Regions from separate parts of the Gossypium hirsutum genome. Here region 2 is linked to region 1. Evidence: chromatin contacts called from public Hi-C data. All regions are on one chromosome and are shown on one strand. Each heading gives the region's core, a stretch centred on a gene start, on an enhancer-like site or on the middle of the called end of the contact. The rest is flanking DNA. Distances are from core to core; before and after follow the strand shown.

Region 1 (3,136 bases), core at 73-2,572:
TAAAAAAATAAATTTTAAATAAATTCATTGACTAAATTGATTTTGGTCTTCGAGACAAATAGTAAAAGATAAAAGCAATACTATATTTATAGTCATTAATTTATTAAAAAATGATTTAAAAATAAAATTATACTTAAAATATAACATTCTAATAAAGTTACCGTGGAAATAAAATTGGAGCATACAATGATGCAGCGCAAGCCGAAAAAGAACTCCAGCCCATCAATCAGGGCTTGTTGTACGATCCATCAGAAATACTATGCAAAGCATCAGCCCATTCATGATGGAGGAGAATAATTAGACACTATCCTAAGGAAACATATGATCCAGATATAGAGGGATATTGTGTAGCAATAGTAGCCTGAGTTTTATTGTTATCGTGGGAGGAAGTAGGATACTGAAAGAAATTGCCTCCAGGAACTTTCATTTCATAAACTTCCCAAGGAATAGCCTCTTTAGTCTTGATACTTGAGACCGAGTGTTGTTGGCAGTCAGGGCCTTGTTCTCATCCATCTTCATCTTGGAACAAAGATCTCTAATTATTTCTCTCTTCTCATCGTTTCTCCTTATCAACTCAGCCTGGTGACTTAAGTTATCCTCTACCAGTTCCGACACCTTGAACCTTAGTTCATTCCACAGCTTCTCATTTTCCAACATGGCCGCTTCATAACCATCACTTGTATTCCGCTGCATTCCAATGCCATTGCTCCTTTTCTTTTTCTCTCCCTGCCTAATTTTATCCTCTGCCTTCATCTTTGACTCCTTGCTAGACACATGGTTCGAGACATCATCGTCGAATTCAGTCTCAAGATCAGGATCTTCAGCATTCAACTCAACATATCCTTGGACTTGGTTGACAGGACTTGACAACGACGATAATAGTGTTGGATGAGAACCGTGGTTGAGTTGGGATCTCAGCTGCTCGTACTTATCAGCTAAGGAGCGGTAGGATTTGTGCAAGTCTTCAACCATTTGGATGAGCTGAGGTCTCTTTTGATAGTACATTTCAGCCCTCTTGGCGAATGAATCTCCCTCATCTTGCAGGATAATGCTAAGAATTCCATTTATTTTCATATCAAAGTCTGCATAACCAATTGACAAGCGTATGCCAGAAAACTTAAACCAGTGTATGAGCATGCACAATATGATTATAAATATTACCATTGGAGGCAGCGACATGAATGGGATCCATTCGAATCAACTGAACAAAGTATGTTTGTTGTAAGTAGCACATGACAAATGAAAAGCAGAAGAAGCCATGGGGGAGAAGGGGCAAACAACCCCACAGAATTGATTTCTAATGCGTATGACTAAAGTAAAAATTCTAATTTTGCAGCCAAGGCATATTATTGAGCTTGTCTCTTCTTGAAGCAAATGCAACACTAATATCCACATATGGTTGAAAGGACAAGTTGGGTAACATGCATGGGCCCAAAACTACTAATATTGTGATTATGTGAATCAAATGCTTTAATATTTTGTTTCACAAATTAAGTAACTCCATTAATCGAATTTATTAAGATAGTTAATTACATTTTAAACACCTGTTTAAACTAGTATCAGGCCTGGATAATGGTATGAAGCCCTTCAGTAGCAGTTCTGTAATCAACCTAGTCCACCCCTCTTTCTCCTCCATTAAAACTGACCCTTCCCTTTGATTACCCAATTTCACATTAAAAAAAAAAACAGAAAAACAATAACCATACTCTTTTTTTTAGAAAAGAACAAGTAAAAGACTTTTTTAGTCCTTCCTAATTTTGATATTGAGTAAATTAATTTAATTTCTGGTAATTTTAAAATTGAACATCTATAACAATTAATCACAATATTAATATTTTTCATCAATTTTAAATAAATTTAATTCATATAATAACAAATTTAGAGCTTAAAGTTTACATATTCTGTCTGCTTTTTTTTTGAAGCTAAAGTACATTCTTTTTAAATATTTAAGATTTTTTAAAATTTCATACAATTTTTTAGATACTTTTTTAGAATTGGGATCAAATTGATAGAATATGTAAACAACGGAGGCTTAATTTTATATTATATCAATCAAAATTAAATACAATTGATAAAAACCATTTATTATCGTGATTAATTATCTTTAATTCCCCAATAAAATTTAAAGGTTATAAGGTTTTAAAAAACAAATTGACCCCTACCTTTATATTGGGTCGATATTGTTATTTTTTAAAAAGTTAACATTTTAAAATTGTTATAACTTTTTTTTCTATAAACTTTGCTTATAATTTTTATGATTCTTAAATTTTTTTTTTAAAATTTGAAAAGTGCTTAATTGATTTTTTTTTAAATTGTTATTGAGGTCTTTTTGGCATTTAGTCTTATAAGTTTAAAATAAAAATTAATTTACCTTCAATAAAATAGTAGAGGTCAAATTGGATAAATTTATAAAGGTTGATAGCTGAATTTTTTATTAAACCTTATATATAAATATCAAAACAAACATTTCACAGTGCAATTTTAATGGAGGGACTGATTTGCTCACTTATCTAATGTATAGGCTGTTTTGTCTATGTTTTATTATTTTTAATCTCTTATTTTAACTAATATTTTAACATATAATTTAATAAAAATCATGCACTAACCATCCATAATAACTAAAAAGGGAAATTTGCCACTTAAATCCTTAACCATTTACTTTTTAAACTCTTTTAACTAATATAAATCAATAGAAATTAACTTTTATTATTTTTACAATTTAGTCCTTTTACCGTAATAACTACTCAAACATCAAAATTACCAGACCAATTTTTAATACGACACTCTACTAACCTCGTAAGTATTAAATAAATAATATTATGAACTTCCTCATCAGAATTGTGATCTCGAACCCACTATTTTCTGATACCACTAAAAATAGGCTATTACAGTAGCTCCTGCCACATTGATACTGATGTTTGTATTCTTGATTGTAGCTCCAATTAGAACCACTATTTGACTTAGTACTCTTGGACTGATCTGTTTGACTAGGCTTCTACTAAACCATGTTAGCTTGTATAGAAAGAGAGGCCACAAATTCAAGTTACCTTGACATACAATCAATTAGCATTTCAGCAAGAAGTTCAAGAGGAATAGGAGTGGCTAAAGCCACAACTCTTAACTGATTCATATTCAA
Region 2 (2,896 bases), core at 188-2,687, 100 kb before region 1:
AAAATAATCATTAATGCCAAATTGAGTTGAAAGTTGATTATTTTTATTGTTATTGAGATCCATTTACCCATATTTTAGATTAAAATGATCTGGACAAAATTAAATTTCTACTGATACTATTTACAAAGTTTTGGTTAATAGATTGAGGACTATCATGAAAAGCTTGGTTTCTAAGTTCCATTCTACCTTTGTTGGTAAAGTTGAGGTCCTTGGTTTAATGAGACTTTGGTTTAATTGCAATGTTGAAGTCTTACGAAGTTTAAAATCTTAGTTTGAGTCACATCCTATATAATTTGTGATTCTTATTCATATTCATTCTAGCTAGTTAATTAGTTGGAGTGAGTTAATTATTTAGTTCAAGCAAGTAAGAATTAATTCTATTGGATCAGTTGTAATCTTTTAAAAAAATTCAAAGCATATGATAAATTGAATTGGACCTTCTTGAAGTGTGACTTAAGTAAAATTAATATGTTTGAATTATCCATAATCCCTTCTCAACTCTTAAATAGGAGAATAAATATGCTTTAGCATGCTAGAACTTACATCTTCCTATACTGACAATATTATTGATACCAACTGAGTTAAGACTCAAAAACTGAAAATTTTTAAATTATTAAGTATCAAATACATGGTTTTGAATTCATTTATATATACTTGCAGTTTCCAAGCATATTAGGCTATTGCTGATGTTAACATGGGTGCCTAAGCTTTTTGCAGATGAAACAAAATGAGGTTAGTTTCATATCTTTAAGGAGAGAGTGCAAGGGATTACTTTATATCCATAATGTGGTACATTGGACTATGCAAATCAAGCTGAGTCTTAGATGAACCTGATACTGTGGCTGAAAGTTCAGCTTCAGCATCAGATATTCTATAGATAGTGTTCTCTCAGAGGAATAATTAGCAATCCAAGCTTGTGGCCTTTTCCTTCAATCTTCATTTTTGCTTTTTTTCATCCTGAGTCACAAAATCTGTAATGGCAACAAGCTGTGGATTCAATATTGCGGCTGAAATTAAGAAAACAGGAAAAAGAGAGGCAGCAGGCAATTGCGGTGGGGTGGGGTTGGGTGCAGCCTCACGCGTGGATGTGTAACAGGATACGGTATAGCATTAGCACACAATATTTCTTGAACTGCAATTGGAAAGGAAGAAGGGTAAGCTATATGGTCACCTCACCTCACCTCACCTCACCTGCAAGTGCATGGGATGACCCAGTTGTGATAGTGACACCTACAGTCCAAGGATCTATATTTGATTGGTGCACTTTGCAAAGAATGATGGCAGTCATTTTTGGTAGGAGTGGGACCAAAAAGTACATCATAATAATAAAGCAGCATCATGGAAAAGGCGATGCTTCAACAGCCAACACGTCTCGCTACTGGTACGTGTAAAAGTTTTAAGAATCTCAAGAGTCCAAATTGCATTACATGATTTATGATGATTGTTGGCTTTGTCTTTGCTTTGGTTGCTGAGGGTCCATCCAGCGTGTCATCTGTCACCATGGATGGGAACCTTCCCCTCCTCTTCATTGCTTCAGTGCTCACTTGTCACTACCCAATCAATTTAATTTAAGCCCATGATTGGATGCTTTAATTATTACTTAAAATCTTTTTTGCCCTTTTTTCAGAATGAATGAGTTGGGTCTTACATGCACTCGAGATTGTTACCTCAGCCTCTTTAACTCGCTGCTTGGCAAGTTGTGACTTTTGATTTGGTAGGATGAAAACAAATCTCTCCATTGTTAGAGATAAGATTATATATTTTAATATTATCAAAGCTTCTATTTGATGTATATTACATTGAAACTTCTGCTAAAAGTAAATACTATTTTTAGATTTACATAATCACCCTTCAATTTTACAAAAAAGTTATTTTAGCCTTCTATTTTTTGGGTCTTTTTTAGCCATTAAATTTACATTATTTATCAAATCAACCCAAAATGGATGGAAAAGTTAACATTTTTTAACTTTGTTGACGTGACATACACGTAGATTGCCATGCGTATGTCACGTTAGCAATTAATTAATTTTTTTAAAAAAATTATACTTTTTTAATAAATTTTATTTTTTAAAATAGTTTTTATAATTTTTTAAAATTTTAAAAATTAATTAATTATAGACGTGACATCCACATGGCAATCCACGTGTATGTTATATCGGTAAAGTTAATAAATGTTAAATTTTTCATTCATTTGGGATTGATTTGACAAACAACACAAGTTTAAAGACTAAAAAATTGCGAAAACTTAGGCTCCGTTTGTTTGGCATGAAAACATTTTCCGGAAAAGCTTTTTAGCCTTTTCTAGTGTTTGTATGGCTGAAAATAATTTCCTAACGTAAAATGAATTACAAAACACGGGAAATGATGCCTTTAATTTAGGAAAATGTCTTACCGTTTTTATTTCAGTAAAAATAAATCATAGTTAGATATGAAGGGCTTAAATGACTTTTTTTTTAGTTGGAGGGACAAATAAATCATTATACCATTTAGATTTGATAAGATTAAGGATGTATTTGTAAAGCAACAATAGTTAGATATGGGTGTAATTACTTGTAATTATACTTCTGTTGTTGTTTAGGTAACTATTATAACTAGTGACACCCAAGGGATTGAGTGTAGTTTATGCGCTCAATTATTTACTCTAATTCTTAATAGGAATTGAGAATTGGGTGAATTACAAACGATAATTAACTATGATGAATTTTATTTATAATTTTTAAAGATATAATTAGATTATAATAACTAGGGAATTAAATTTTAAAAAAAAAATTCTAAACAAAATTATACTAATAAATCCTTTATATCTTAAGAGATCAATTTAATTTAATGTATGACTCAGCCAATTATAGAAAATTATGGGAGAAGGAGAGCTGGCTCCTTAGAGGAGGAAGCTTTA

Evidence for each region. Hi-C and Micro-C count contacts between places; a contact is called where the count stands out from the background.
Region 2: a contact with region 1 is called in a Hi-C map of leaf, with 4 times the contacts expected there. The contact joins the enhancer-like site here to the promoter of LOC121214778 in region 1. A contact is called at or near these places in 3 of 34 Hi-C or Micro-C datasets (all in leaf).

What each region holds. Positions count from the first base shown.
Region 1 is chrD02:64,502,899-64,506,034 of Gossypium_hirsutum_v2.1, reverse strand. LOC121214778 (protein NETWORKED 3C) reads right to left here and starts at 1,322. Exons shown (of 2, transcript XM_041088996.1): 1 at 1,162-1,322; 2 at 115-1,082. The coding sequence starts at 1,234. The coding sequence ends at 424.
Region 2 is chrD02:64,607,327-64,610,222 of Gossypium_hirsutum_v2.1, reverse strand. No RefSeq gene overlaps it. Among protein-coding and RNA genes, the nearest start is that of LOC121214779, 3.1 kb to the left of the region's middle. Within about 2 kb of position 1,437, at least 2 of the 9 cell types and tissues checked have an H3K27ac peak or open chromatin away from gene starts, as enhancers often do. A contact at or near this core is called in leaf, where this site is marked.